2 separate regions of the Rattus norvegicus genome follow, and region 2 is linked to region 1. Evidence: chromatin contacts called from public Hi-C data. All regions are on one chromosome and are shown on one strand. The core of a region is the stretch at or near the end of the contact, and the rest is flanking DNA. Distances in the headings are between cores, read along the strand shown. Region 1 holds the start of Mbnl2 (muscleblind-like splicing regulator 2). Region 2 holds the start of Rap2a (RAP2A, member of RAS oncogene family).

Region 1 (7,589 bases), core at 2,089-4,588:
GCTTGAAGAGGGACATCTTCTCACTGTGTCCTCCCAAGTTAGAAGAAAAGAAAAAGCCCTTTCTTTGGTATCTTCTTATAAAACCAGAAATGTATTCAGGAAGATCCCTTCCCTGTGATGTCATCTGAACCTAATTACCCAGGTGCCATTTTTAAACATCATCCCTTCAAGGTTAGCTCTTTAGCATCTAAAATTTGGGTAGGGAATGTGAACACTTCAGTCCCCAATAAAAAAATATATATATATATATACATATACATATACATATACATATACATATACATATACATATACATATACATATATATATGTATATATAATAAGATTTCTTTTAAAACAGTATTACTCTGTAAGAAGTATTCTGAGAGGCCTGAAGGGTGTCAAGAACATATTCACAGCCAGGGCTGAGAGCACAGGCCTGGAATCCCAGCAACCTTGGAAGTTCAGAGTGGAGAAGCCCAGACTGAAGGCCTGATTGGGCCACAGAGTGTGGTGCCCACCGCTTGGAAACTTAGTATGACTTGTCAAAGTGTTTAAAAAGGCAACAAAAGATTAGGCTACATATATCATGGTGGTGAATTCCCTCACTACATACAAGGCTCTACCTGTGTAGGACATCATAGGTTCAGAAAGAGAGTGGGTATGGGAGGGAGAAAGAGAGGAAGAGGAGGAAGAAGAAACAGAGGAGCGGGAGGAAAAGAGGAGACAAGATGAAAGCAGTGAAAAGAAAAGAAAAAAGGGGAAAAAAAGACAAGATACAACATTCAGGGAGCAGCTACTATTTCAAGAGTTAAGGTAGAGAAAGCCTGTGAACAGAGGGCCATCCGCAGAGAGGAAACAAAGTAAAATGTTCTAAATATCCAGGTGTTAAACTCAACAGACTTTGGCAGTGGATTTCAAGTTCTGGTTGGGGAGGGAAGTGAAGAAAAGTGTCAGGTTTTTTGGCTTTTACAAGTGAGTATGATGTCATTTCTTGTGATACAAAATAACCAGCATGTTTGCCTGTGGCCTCCTGTCCAACACGGAAATTACTCTAATGACAGACATCCCCTAGTGCACCTCTGTCGCACCAGCCTTTGGAGAAATGCTTCATGCACATTCTCTTAATTAACGTAGGACACGGACCTAGCCTTCTGAAATGGCAAGATCAGCTCAGACAAGCTAGCTACACAAGGCTGCATTGTTAGGGGCTTAAAATAGTCTGGTACAGCGACCAGTACAGAAGCCTTTTGAACATCAGAGAAGCTGATTGGCAGAACTGAAGAAGTGGCAGGTGATCTGAGGTCTACACAGTGCGTCAGGAGGATGTAAACGTGGGGTGGAGAGCAGGGACAGCAGACATAAAGTGGACGACCAAGGTGGAGGCCACATTTTGCAGGACCTCGAAAGTCTGTAATTTGGATTTTATGGAGGGACAGGCTTGAGTGTAAAAGGAACATGACTTTACATGACTTCAGAAAAACCTGTCTGGCAACAGGGAAGACTGGAGTCGAACAGCCCTGGATCCCAGAGGCTATCAATTAACTTTTGTATCATACAGGGAATAGGTCAGGGCTCCGGCCTAGCTCAGAGGAAAAATCTAGGAGGCTTAATGTCTTTGGGTGAGAATGGGGCTTGACAGGGGGCTAAAGTTTAAGTGATGAGATTGTAAAAGTGGGGATTTCATGTCAAAAGCAGGAGGGGGTGGAGAAGAAGATAATCGTGAGTTTGAGATCACTCAAGTATGTGTGCAAAGAGGTAATGATACTTTAAAGGGATTTCCACCTGTTTGAATGTAGCTAATTCGACTTTTCAGGGGAAACAACAACAACAACGACAGACTCAACCAAAGCCTACCAATGATAATACTGACTAGAAACAAAAATAAGAATTAAGGATTAAGGGGCTGGGGATTTAGCTCAGTGGTAGAGCGCTTACCTAGGAAGCGCAAGGCCCTGGGTTCGGTCCCCAGCTCCGAAAAAAAGAACCAAAAAAAAAAAAAAAAAAAAAAAGAATTAAGGATTAAAATCAAGAGGAATAAAACAAGGTATTCTATTGAAGAATCGGTCCACAAGTCACAAGAAATGCTGTGTTTTACGAACGAAAACATGAAACTTAAAAACACTTAAATCATTACATCCTGCCCTGATGCTCCCTTCCAGATGCATTCATTAAACAGTTGCTCATAAAAAAAAAAATTAGAGAGTTAGGCTCACTCTTTCAGATGAATAGGGTCTTTGTTTTTGCCTGGAGTTGGTCACGGGACCATCATACTTAATTTTTAAGATCCAAAACGTTGTGTTTTGTGGAAGGAAAATGTGTGCTTATTGTGTTTTCTAAATGCCGTATGTTTTTGTTTTTTTGTTTTCAAAGCATGCAGAAACGCTGTTGACTGGGGAGGAAAAAAAATAATCGTTTCAGTTCTTTCTTTTTTTCCCCCTTGCTTTATCTTGGGGGAATCTCTGGCATCTGTGGGTCAACCTTTGCAGACTGAAAATGGAGGATGTCCCTTAGGTCAGTGCCAAGTGTATTCAGCAGTAAACGCCCTCCCACAGTCATTGCGGCACTAAGGACAGGATAGCCAACGTATGAGTATTTATCAAATGGCATCTAAGAAGGTTAAAACACAGTTAATCCCCCAGTGGGTGCCAGCCAAGAGCCTCAAAGCTTAATGTAGAGATATCAATTCCGTCGTTCAGCATCCCCTCACTGAAGTCTCTAGTGCTCTGGAAACTTAGATGGAAAATATATGGGTTCCAGTAAGTGGCCACTGCAGTGACAGCTCTCCAGAAAAGCTGTGTGCTGAGGCTTCAAGCATGGTCTTCAGTGTGTACTCCAACTTGCTTATAGCCTCCCTCAGTCACGGTGGTTGCATGCAAATGTTTCGTAAGGTATCACTTTCCATGACAAACACTGAATTATTGTCTCACATATGAATAAGAACATCTCTATCCATACGCTTTCTCAAACGCCATAAGACTTTCAGTTTGGGATCCAATTGGATTCCTTGGCCATCTTAGGAGTTTCGTGATTCCCGGAGTGTTTATGATGCAACTCCCGGCTCCGGGCTGGGTGTCTCGAAGCGTATTTGTCTGAGCTACCCTACCCCTCTCTGTGCTCTGCCAATTATGTGCCACTTTGTCTCGGAGCTATGACTGCTTTCCTCGGAGAGGGAGATCCCTCTTCCATCAGTATGGACGCACTGTTTTCAGAGCCTGCCAGCGCCGTGTTGCTGTGTCAGTCATCCTATGAGGACCAGTTTCAGACGAGGAGGGCTGACGAGCTGGCTGGGGATTGGCCGGCTGCGTATGGGCGGGGCCTGTGGGAAGGAAGGGCTGCAGCTCACAGCAACAGAGTTTAGACTGTCTTTGCTTCATCATCTGAAGGTAAAATTTTCCAGCCACGGCCGGCGGCTCGCAGAGTACAATAAACAGGGACGGAGAACTATTTGCATGGACCCCCCTTCCTCATGATGCGGTGGAGAAGCCGCGGCCACTCGGTCCTGCCAGATGTTCTTGGGGTTACTGTACAAGGGGAGGACGAGCAGAGCTAAACAAGGTAGGAGAAACAACCCCCCTTCCCCATTTTTTTTTTTTTTTAATGTTTAAAGAGTTTGCTGCAGTATGCTGCATTCCATGTGTGTGCTTAGGGAAGCCAGGGAGACCGATTCCACTAATTCGAGCGGAATACTCGCAGGAAACCCTGGAGTTTTACGTAACATTCGGATTTGAGAACAAGAAATGGCAAAGCTGGAATCTACGCCGCCCGTTTAGGGTGAGGCATAAAAACCGAGGTTTCTATTTATTTATTTAAGGGGCAGATCCATTTGCTATTATTGTTTTTTAATCCTCTGAAAGATCCAGGTCAGTATTTTCTTAAGATAATCGAGGTTTTTACGGCCAGAGTGGGCTACAGAATAAAGTTTACATGTTTCCTGTTCTTTGGAAACACACTTGAAATTGAGAATTTAAAAAAAAAAAAAAAAGAAAATCATGGTGAACAATCATCGGTTGAACGCCTGGGACCAAAATATGTCTGTTTCTTGGAAACTGGGGGCCACCCTGGTGCTACAGGGCAATGGCTTTAATTGAGTTTCAAAAGCACATTTTAAGCACCGAGGCAGAATGTGAGGTAGCTTCCTGGCTGGTCTTAGGCACTGTAGTTCAGTGTTTACATTGCTTTTCCTGGCAGCCTCCGTCTTTGTTTCCAGCTTAAAAGTGGGACCATTATGTTCAAAAGTAAAGCTGGGTTAATAATGCTTACTGCAATTATCTGATCTGTATGCATTTTTAATGAGAACACACAGCCAGCAGAATAATTTAATGAGAGCAGGCTAGCTTTTAAAGCTGGGCTCTCACTATGCCCAGCCAGATCAACTTTCTTGCCGAGAAGCAGCGGCTAGAAAGGTTGAAGCAGATTTATTTTTAACACACTTGGCCCAGGAGAAGGAAAGGCTCTCTCAGTGTTAAAGATTCTTTCTGCCCTTTTCCGTTTTAAATTTCTGCCAGGCCTGAGGAAACCGAGCTTTTTTGTTAGGCCTTGGAAGCATGTGTTTACAATAAATGTGTAACATTTTTAGAATAGTTAGCAAGCACTGAAGCGAAGGGAAAAAAAAAAAAACTTGCCTAACTGCCACCTCCGTGAATGTTCCAGTGAATGTTCCAACGGTCTTCAAAAGGCCTTACTGTCTCTTTAAAAGACAAAGATTAAGTAGGAAAATGTCTGTTAGGGCATATGTGTATTTAGGCAGCAACGAGGAACAAAAATTAAACAAGAGACATTTTTACCATCTATGTAAGAGGAAGTTTCTTCCTCTCTTTTGCTCCCTTCTGAGGGACAGCAGCACTGTTCATTTAAATAAGGGCAATGCCACGTAGATTCTTCTAGACCCACGGTTTTTACTTTCAAGGAGAAGTGCAGGACACTAGCCCAGAACTCCTGACGTCATCCCCCAACTATTTCTGCTGTGTGTTCTTTTATTCAGCTTGTGGAGAGGAATATTTCTCTATGTCCAGGCCAGGAACATTCGAACTCCCAGTTGGCAGGACTTGAGTTATGCCTTCCCATTTAAACTCACAGCCTATCCATCCCCCTTCACAGGCCAAATAGGGCAACTTCTCCTACCTGCCTGCCTGCCCAGGTTTTCTGCCAGCTTCTCTGGCTTGGCCAGTGCAAAGCCTTGGCCTCTGAGCTGAATTTCACTTTCTTTCTGGCCTCTCTTAGCTGCGTGGCTTGGCAAGGCTACCTGTGTGGCCTATCCCAGGGGGGCCAATGCCAGGGGGGCGCAGCTGGGGGGTCCACCCCAGGGGGACCCAATCCCAGCTCCCCTGGAACCATTATCTAAGGCCCGGGATATGCTACCAAGTTCAAGGTTGATTGGATGGTGGGTGACAGCTGCTTTCATAGATACAGCACCTCGTCCTAAGGCAGATGGCTCAAAGGAAATAAAATACAACACTGCCTGCTGTTAACCCTGTGTCACAGGTGGCACTTTTGTAACACCCTTGATTGTACGATCGGGAGAAAGGTTAGTGTTTATTGAGGTTCCTTCTAAAGAAAGAATTTGGGTTAGAGCACACTGCGGTTCAGGAGTCCCTACTACCTACCAGCTGGCCTCCCGCACCACTTAGTGTGGCCTTGGGCAAGTGCCTACCTCAGTTTCTTTATCTTCTTGGAACAAGTAATACTTCTTACACGTTCTCTCCTAGAATTCTAGGGACCTGTTTTGTACAAACAACAGTAACAAAAGTTGTTTGTCTCCTGGGACAATGCCGGGTGAAGTACAAAGGAAGGGGCCTCTGTGTGGAAACATTGTGGATAATGTCTTGGGGTGTTTAGATTGAAGGCTACAAAATATAAAACCTTCCAGTCTCTGTCAGTTTCTTACAAGTTTTCTAAAGATGCCCAAGCCAACTAAATGGAATTTCCAAGGAAGTCAAGAAGGCATGGTTGTTAGCCTGCGTTTCCTCCATCCATCTCACCTAATGTTCCAGAAGCTGCTGGGTAAGCTGGTCTCTGCCAGCAGTGGGCTTAGTAGAGCTGTGGTGGCCCAAAGTTCTCAGTGCCGCTCTTCCTTTGCCTCTTGTGTGAAATCTGTGGAAGTGGAGGGAAGGAGAGGGAAGGCCCGGCGGAAGGCAGGAAAGGATGCTTGTGGAATATACTGGTCATGCAGCTTACTGCTCAACAGCCTGCCTTCTCCTCTGCTCGTTGTTTTAATTTGCTGTTGCCATGGTGAAAACAAATCAATATCACATGGCTCTGGGCCAGTCCCAAGCTCTGGGAGTGCCATAGAGATCCAAGAGCAGGTACTTGGGATTTCAAGCAGGAATGGGGAGCAGGGGACTTAGATACTGAGCAAATTCCTCCTGGAGAAGGAGTTGGGTCAGTCTGACACTCGTTTATCTCTTCCTTCTTGCATTCTCTTATCGGCAAGGAAAAAAACTGTGGGAAGCAAGGCAAGCTGACTCATTTACATTTTCCAAAATAACGAAACAGTAGCAGTGCAGAAGCTAGGGGCATCGCAGTGGTGGGGAAGGATTTTACTTAATGAAGAAATGGTCCAGGGACAAGAGGGAGTAGTTTGGGTGCCGTCAGCCCCTCCACAAGAGAGCTACCCCTGAAAGGCCCTTGGGAGGCTAACAGCTACTGCTGGGCCTGTCAGGCAAGAAAGCTGGCAAAGAGGAAGCAAGTGGGCAGTCGGGGTGAGGAGTGTCAGAGAAAGGGAAGCAGGCAGGAGCCTGAGTCATGACAGATCAGTAGGTCAAAAGTCCATCAGGTGAGCTCCCAGAGAACTCCAAGGTCACGACCCCACAGAGAACAGGACACTTCTTCCTTTTCACAAGAGCAGCGGAGGCTCAGCCTCAAGCCCTGTGAAGAGGGAAAGAGACTGCAGAAAATAATACTACTAATAAAGAGTCAGGAGCCCGAGCCTCCTTTTCTGGAAAGAACCACTCAGTTAGAGAGAGATACATGCTGCTTTGTGGAGCTGGGAATTTGGTATTTCCCTCTTTGGAGGATGGGGTGGGTCTTACCTGGCTCTGGTCGATTCGTTTTGTTGATGGTTTTGTGTGTGTGTGTGTGTGTGTGTGTGTGTGTGTGTGTGTGTGTTTTCGTGTTTTCTTTCTCCATCATTTAGTTAGTCTAGTTTTGTTTTCCTTCTTGAAAATGTGTACAAAGTGTCTCTTGCAGTGAGGAGTCGGTGTTTGCTTCAGGCCCTGGGCTCTGTCAGCCCTAGGCCTGGCCTCCACTGCAGTACTGAGCCAAAACAGGTATCCTCAGTCAGGCCTCAGCTTTGTTTGCTGAACCGGAGCTCCCTGAGCTCCGTGATGGGGGCCAGTTTTCAGCTGACCTTCTCTTTTTTTTTTTTTTTTTTTTTCTTTTTCTTTTTTTCGGAGCTGGGGACCGAACCCAGGCCCTTGCGCTTGCTAGTCAAGTGCTCTACCACTGAGCTAAATCCCCAACCCCCAGCTGACCTTCTCTTACACCCCCTCAATATGACAAAAAAAAAAAAGTCTTGGACCCGAGGACTTGCTTTAGTGTTTTGACAAAGCAAGTGTTGTTTAAGGTCTCTTGGGTCAGCTATCCAACATCAGTCAACAAGTGTTTGTTAG
Region 2 (7,589 bases), core at 2,660-5,159, 210 kb after region 1:
TGCACAGATAGACTGTGTACTAGACACTGCACAGATAGACTGTGAACTAGACAGTGCACAGGTAGACTGTGTACTAGACACTGCACAGATAGACTGTGAACTAGACAGTGCACAGGTAGACTGTGTACTAGACAGTACACAGGTAGACTGTGTACTAGACACTGCACAGATAGACTGTGTACTAGACAGTGCACAGATAGACTGTGTACTAGACAGTGCACATATAGACTGTGTACTAGACACTGCAGAGATAGACTGTGTACTAGACACTGCAGAGACAATGTACTAGACACTGCACAGATAGACTGAGTACTAGACAGTGCACAGGTAGACTGTGTACTAGACAGTACACAGGTAGACTGTGTACTAGACAGTGCACAGATAGACTGTGTACTAGACAGTGCACAGATAGACTGTGTACTAGACACTGCACAGATAGACTGAGTACTAGACACTGCACAGGTAGACTGTGTACTAGACAGTGCACAGGTAGACTGTGTACTAGACAGTGCACAGAGAGACTGTGTACTAGACACTGCACAGATAGACTGTGTACTAGACAGTGCACAGATAGACTACGTACTAGACACTGCACAGATAGACTGTGTACTAGACAGTGCATAGGTAGACTGTGTACTAAACAGGGCAGAGACTAAACAGGGCATAGATAGTGATAGTTACTTTCAGTTGCCAGTTAGACAGGATTAAGAAATACCCAAGGCACAGTGAGGCACTCTGGGGCATGTCTGTGAGGAATTGTCCAGAGGACTGGTTGAGGGCAGGGAAGAACAACCTTGAATGCATTTCTACCCACCCCACCAGCTAGGGTACTGGATTGATAAGGGAAAGGGGAGGACTGAGATTCAGAACTCCCTTCTTCCAGAGCATCTGAGATGTGAGTGAACAGCATCCCACTCTGGCCACAGGAAGCTAGCCACCCACTGCTTAACTATTCCAACCGTGACGATGGACTCTGTCTTGTGAGGCACTGGGGGAGATAAACTTTTCCTCCTTTAAGTTGCTTTTGTTAAGTACTTAGTCACAGCGGTGAGAAAGGCTACCAATACTGGTTGTCATATCCACAAAGAACATGTGATGCTTCTAGGCTCTACTTAATTCCCTTGACACCTGAAAATGTTATCACCCATACACATGGTTTGGTTGTACTGGAAGCATTCTGCTTTTCCTCACAAAACTAGCTGCTATGGAGCTGAAGTAATCACAACCCAGCCTACTAGTCTCACAGAAAACTAGACTTCCAAAATCCAGCTACTGACCTCCTGTATCAGCTTCTTGAAACATTGCTGTCAGAGTCATTCAGACATGAAACGAGGCTCCCTCGACTTTAGTTCATGTTCTTACATGATTAAATTAGAATGAGAGAGCAGATCCCCTTCAGTTTTGACTCCCATGAAACGTTCCTGATGCTTCCCTCCTACAGTTTCTTCACTGCCTATTCTCTAAGTTTCAACTTCTCAAAACTTCATAGTACACAATTGAGAATGACGGACCTGAGCTATATCGGCAGACTTCATATCCATGCATCCAAACAGCAGCAACTCAAAAATACTGGGTGGGGGGGGGGATGGAGAACTGTACGGAACAGTAGGTTTGTTATGATTCATTCCCCCCAAAGACTGTATCATAACTATTAGCCTAACATTTACAGTATATCAGACAGACAAGGAATCTAGAGAGAACCGGAATATACAAGAGAGTGTGTAGGTTAAGTACGAATATGCCATTTCATATACGGGATTTGATTTGCAGGCTTTTGGTTCTGGAGGTGGCCTGGAACCAAACGTCCATGAATCTGAAGGAAGGAGAGACGGCAGCTGACATTTTCAATTTGACAAGGCACTTGCGCTCTACATTGTTTGAAATAAAAATTTGCAGTCATGTTGTGGCTAGGTAATTCAAGCATATGGAATGCTTAAACGTTCAGAAACAATAGGCAGTCGGGAACTCCTATATCAGAATACATTTTTGTACTTTGACAAGTGACAGAAAAGATATAAAAGAATGTCCCGCTGTTAGAGGAGCCCAGACTGAAATCCACTCTACAATGACCTTGTGGGAAATCAGAATGGTGGAGGGGCACACCGAACTCTGACAGAATTGAAAAAGAATACAGCCTTCTGAAAAGTATGAGGCAGTAATGACCAGAGTTGTCATTTCAAGAACATGGTTTAATGAAGATAAATGCGATGACCAGTTATTGCAGGCTGGAGGGTGTAATTTTTCATAAATTTGCGATTATGGCTGGGAGTGTATGACGAAGATCGGGGGAGGGCAAAGATAAGCTGGTTTACCACAGGGTAGAAAATACACATTTTAGGAGGCTCGAACGGAGGACCGCTGCAACTGCTGCCAGATGGATGTCTCCAGAGGGCCCGGAAAATGTCTCACCCTGAAGACAAAAGTCCCTGTTTTCCCGATTCAGCCCACGATCCAGCCCGCATCCTTTGCCACCACTTCCATGCCCATCTCCAGGCAGAATGCCACGGAGGCGACGTTAGAACAGAAATCATCCCTTTCCCCAGCCAACGCAACCCGCTCCTGTGCCAGAACACCCGGGAGTCGGGCGCTCCAGCCCCGCCCCTCCCAGTTCCCTGGCAGCCCTGCACTGTCTCTATACCTCAGACCTGAGTGGCAGAGCACCGGGAGGGATTTGATTGGCTCCCCTCAGCCCGCCGTCTCTCCTCAGCTGGCTTACGATTGGTTATCAGAGCGTGCGCAAGCGCAAACGCAGCCCCGCCAGCCCCGGAGGGGAGTTGGCTCAGTCTATCACTGGGTCTTACACCAATCGGCTAGCAAGATGAGACGTCTTCTCATTGGTCAAGAGTGGTAGTCTGGAGTCCAGACCCGCAACCTGATTGGCTACAGTGAATCCGAGCTTCCGCATCGACATCCCCGCAGGCTGTTGCTGAGCTGCTCTGGAGGGGTGTGGGGGGGGGTCTCTTGACGGTGGCTGGCGGATCCGAGCTCCAGGTTTTCCAGGCGCCCGTGGCTGTCTACCAGTGCAGGGGAGGAGCTCGGCTTACGTCAAACTCGAGGAGGGTGGGGCTAGAGGGCGTGCCGGTGACGTCATCGGGCGCGGACCAGGTTGCGTGTAGGCTGGGCGCCGCCGACTAGCGGAGCTTCGATTTGCTTGTGTAACTTATGGCAGCGGCCCTTAAGGCTCACGTTGTTACGTATAACGAGTTAAAGCCAAAGCTCTCTGAAGGCTGACAAGCTGAGTGATGTCGGCCACAGGCTGGCCCGTCGTGAGGCCCCCAAGCACGGTGCGCATGTCTCCCTGTGCCCACCATTCCTCTACTGTCACCTCCAGCAAACCCTGAGCGTGGGAGTCTGACGTCGCCCGCCATCGGGAGGAGGAGAGCGCGCAGACGCAGTACGGAGGCCTGTAGGGCTGGGTGTTGCCAGACGTCTGCGGAAGCCGAGTCTCGCTAGAGCGCGCCGACGGTCGCTAGGCGACGGCGCGAGAGGAGGGCCTTCCTCTATGCTCCGCCCACCAGGCTGGCTCCGCCCCTGGCAGCGCTGCGGCTGGGCTCGGGCGCGCGCTCCAGCGCTAGGGAAGCGGCGGCGGCAGCAGCGGCGGCGGCGGGTGCTGGGCGTGGAGGCGCGAGGGGCGGGGCGGGCGGCATTGCGGGGCCGCGGTTCGGGCGGCTCCGGCTCGGGCTCGAGCTCCGTTGCTGCCGGCGCCCTCCAGGCTGCATCGTCCTCCGGCTTGGCCCGCTCACAGGGCCGCGCGCTGCTCCCTCAGTTGTAGCTCCGCTGCCGGCGCCCAGGGCGCTGCCGCGGCCGTGAGCCGGCGTGTCCGTAAGGGCGGCGGGGCCGCGGGGTCGGGGCGCGGCGCGCGGGCGCAGGTCTATGTCGCGGGCGGCGGCGGCGGCGGCGGCCGCGCAGGGACGATGCGCGAGTACAAAGTGGTGGTGCTGGGCTCGGGCGGGGTAGGCAAATCCGCCCTGACCGTGCAGTTCGTGACCGGCACCTTCATTGAGAAATACGACCCCACCATCGAGGACTTCTACCGCAAGGAGATCGAGGTGGACTCGTCGCCTTCGGTGTTGGAGATCCTGGACACGGCGGGCACCGAGCAGTTCGCGTCCATGCGGGACCTGTACATCAAGAACGGCCAGGGCTTCATCCTGGTCTACAGCCTGGTCAACCAGCAGAGCTTCCAGGATATCAAGCCCATGCGGGACCAGATCATCCGCGTGAAGCGGTGAGCAGAGCGGGGCGCACGGGGGCTCGGTGGCTGCGGCGATCCCGGTCCCTGGCTCGCCCGGGCTACACCACCTCCTTCCGGGGCTCAGACTTGCGGGCTTTGTTTCACAAGTAAAATTGGGCAGCCCGTTAACCCCCAGCTCAGCCCTTTGTTTCTAGGACATTGGTAGCGCTCCTTCTGGACCCCAGAGAAAACAAAGTTTCAAACTTGCAAGAAGAGAAGGGATGAGTAGGTGGGCGCTAGGGAAAGGGGAGCTGTCTAAGTGGAGGCACGTCTGTGCAGAGTGAGCGCGCGCTTAAATCCACCCTTCAGAGGTTTGACAGCCAGAATTCGCACGTACATATCTTGTGACAGTGTCAATACTAGTTAAGGGGCCCTTTCTTGTCGCGGAAAAGATTAAATGTTGTCAGGAGGTTGGCAGAAATGAATTAGTGCAAAACTTTAAAGGCACATTGGCAAATAATTCGAAGACCACATAACATTCACGAGGTTTGGCATATAGAAACACGCTTGTGACATTTACGTTGAAAGAGTGCATTTCTCTTCCTCTCTTAAAAGCTAGCCTTCCCACCCCGCCCCCTCAAAAAAAAAAAAAAAAAAAAAAAAAAAGGAAGGAGGCTATTCTTGGAAACCAAACAGAAGTTTAGTATGAGCTGTGGCTTGTGTATCAGCTAATTTAAAGTTAGTGCGGGGGGGGGGGGGGGACAAACACGCTTTTTCTTGATGTAAACTGTTCAAAGAATGCATTTTGCATGTGGCAGTAACCTGAATGCTTTCAGTGTTTGTTTTCTCTTAAGTTGATGCCATGTATTTTTACCCTCAACCTTTTAAATATCAAAGTCTAACATGTTATTACAGAGTTTTGGCAAGATTTTCTAGTTCTTCTTTACTGATAACGTTCTTTTCTGGTCCTTATAAACTAGTACTGCTGAGGGTCTTCCAAAATTATTCTACCTGTAGCTACATTTGAAGTCACCATTGAAGGTTTAAATAGAAACAATAATCACATTTATCAGTCATTTGGGGTTTACACACTTCAGAGCTCAGAACAAGTTATTTGTATTCAGGGAATACTCAAAATTTCCTTGCAAGTGGTGGGTCTTTAACCCTGTACAGAGACCAAAAGAATGTCCTCTCCTCAGTTCCTTCTCCCAGATACTCGAGTGTTCATGTTAACTGCTCCAGCTGCCCCTCCTTCACACCCCAGTTCGTGTCAGCGCATCTGTGCAGGAACCAGCATGCTGAGGTCCCCAACGGGGTGGGCCACACCATGTTGCAGCTTCTGGTGAATTTGTGTAGCTCCTCTCTCGGTTATAATAATGGCTACTTTGTTTACTAGAGCAGTTTGTTGATATTTCAACCCGGGACAACAGACTAAGATTCCACTCACCCAGACTCACTAGTTGCAGCTCTTGATATAAGAAGGGCGATGGGCTGAGTGGAGTTGAGCAGCATTTTTCTGTGGGGTAAATGTTGTGTCATAAGAGCCTCTTGGGCCCTGCTTCTTTTTTTTTAGACAGATTCTCTATGTTGACCTGACTGTCCTGGAACTCACCACGCAGAGCAGGCAGACCTGGAATCCACGGAGATTCTCCTGCTGCTGCCAATGGAGTGCTGGCATTAAAGGGCCCAGTCCAGCTTGGACACTATAGTACAGTGTATACGGCATACTCAGACCTGAAGAGGGGGGCACTTGACTCCTCTCAGGTGTAAAGCACAGCTCTCACGTTAGTGCATTTTCTACTCTTGGGAGGACCAGTTCCCTAACTAGCCAGTTGCTTTAGGAAGTACCCAGAACTTCTGTCTTCTGCTCATGGTGTGCCAGCTGTCTGCTTTACATGTGACATATAAGAGTGTGGGGGTGGGCATTTAAAGTGCCAGGGTGCGGTTGGTATAACTGAAATGCTGTGGCTTGATACCTCACCCATGACCTGATATAGAGAACTGATAAAGAGAACTTTTAAGATTTCTGAATCCACATAGCCTCTTCTACACGGGTCTGCCTTTCAGCTAATGATACATTTCTTCAACCAACTAACTATAAAATATTACCATTTTAATAAGCTACTCAGTATTAAACATATTCAGATACTTTGCTGTGCTGTATCTTCGAAGTCCATTATGACTAAACATTATCTAAGTGCTTTGTTGCCATGGGTACCATCGCAGACTCTGTAGCTTTTAGATGTATGTGGTTTAAGGAGATGCTTGCTTATTCTATAGGCCTGGGTTTCCTTTTCTGTGAAAGCTTCCCCTCCCAGTGTCATGAGGATGACATGTTGCCACGCGTACAGGGGTGCACATGCAGTCATTGCTGTACAGAAACAGCGGAAGTCCTTTCTATCACTCTTTGGGTGTGTCGCCCTGACCTCTGTTGGTTTTACCTGTGACATATGATTACAGTTTTAGAGGAAATAACTCATACTTGTAATCACAGTTTGAAATTTCTTGCCTGTTACAGTGAGGTGGAAGAGCAATATAAATTAGTCCTAGGTTTGGTTTTGTTGGTTTTGTCAAATAGCTTCCCATGTGGGAGATCTTATGGGGGAAAAGGCATGGAAATGAACACGTGACACATGTGGCAACAGAGATGGGGCTTCTCACTGGATTAATACATTCTAGAATGTTTCATTTAAAAAATTAATTAAAATGGGCCCTTGTCTTCTTTTGAGTTAGGTATGTGTACATACATGCATACATGTGTGTCCATTCATGTCGAGGCCAAAGGTTGACATGTGTCTTATTCATTTGCTCTGAACCTCATTTTTTAAAAACATTTTTCATTATTGTATCTATGTGTTTGGAGGCCATGATACGTGTACTGTGATACACATGTGAAGGTCAGAGGGCAACTTGACCATCCCTTGTGTGGGTTCTGGTAGGAGACTCACGTGACAGGCACTGAGCCCACTGAGCCATTGTCTTAGTCACTGGTGTATTGTTGTGAAGAGACACCATGATAGAGGCATTTAAAAGAAAGGATTTAGTTGGGGACTTGCTTGCTGATTCGAACACTTATCCATTATCATCACAGTGGGGAGCATGGTGACAGGCGTAGCATCAGAGAAATAGTTGAGACCTACAACCTCATCCACAGGGAGAGAGGCAGCCAGGACCTGGCATGGGCTTTGGAAACCTCAAAGCCCAGTGATACACTTCCTCCATCAAGACCACACCTCCTAATCCTGCTGATCCTTCTCAAATAGTGGGACTCCCTAAGCATTCAAATTTATGAGCCCAGGAAGTCATTCTTTTTCAAACCAACACAACCATATACCTCTTTTTTAAAATATGTATTTATTTTTATTTTATGTGTATGAATCTTTGCCTACAAATACACATGTATTCCGCACATACC

Evidence for each region. Hi-C and Micro-C count contacts between places; a contact is called where the count stands out from the background.
Region 2: a Hi-C map of liver shows a contact between it and region 1, with 3 times the contacts expected there. The contact joins the promoter of Rap2a here to the promoter of Mbnl2 in region 1. A contact is called at or near these places in 4 of 12 Hi-C or Micro-C datasets (Schwann cells, frontal cortex, liver and 1 more) and 1 of 1 datasets of contacts at active chromatin or transcription factors (oligodendrocytes).

Annotation. Positions count from the first base shown.
Region 1 is chr15:103,788,850-103,796,438 of GRCr8, forward strand. It overlaps Mbnl2 (muscleblind-like splicing regulator 2), which reads left to right and starts at 3,339. Exons shown (of 9, transcript NM_001111064.2): 1 at 3,339-3,537.
Region 2 is chr15:103,999,835-104,007,423 of GRCr8, forward strand. It overlaps Rap2a (RAP2A, member of RAS oncogene family), which reads left to right and starts at 3,910. Exons shown (of 1, transcript NM_053741.1): 1 at 3,910-4,400. The coding sequence starts at 3,915. The coding sequence ends at 4,232. LOC120097088 (a long non-coding RNA gene) reads left to right here. Exons shown (of 3, transcript XR_005494308.2): 3 at 1,771-2,606.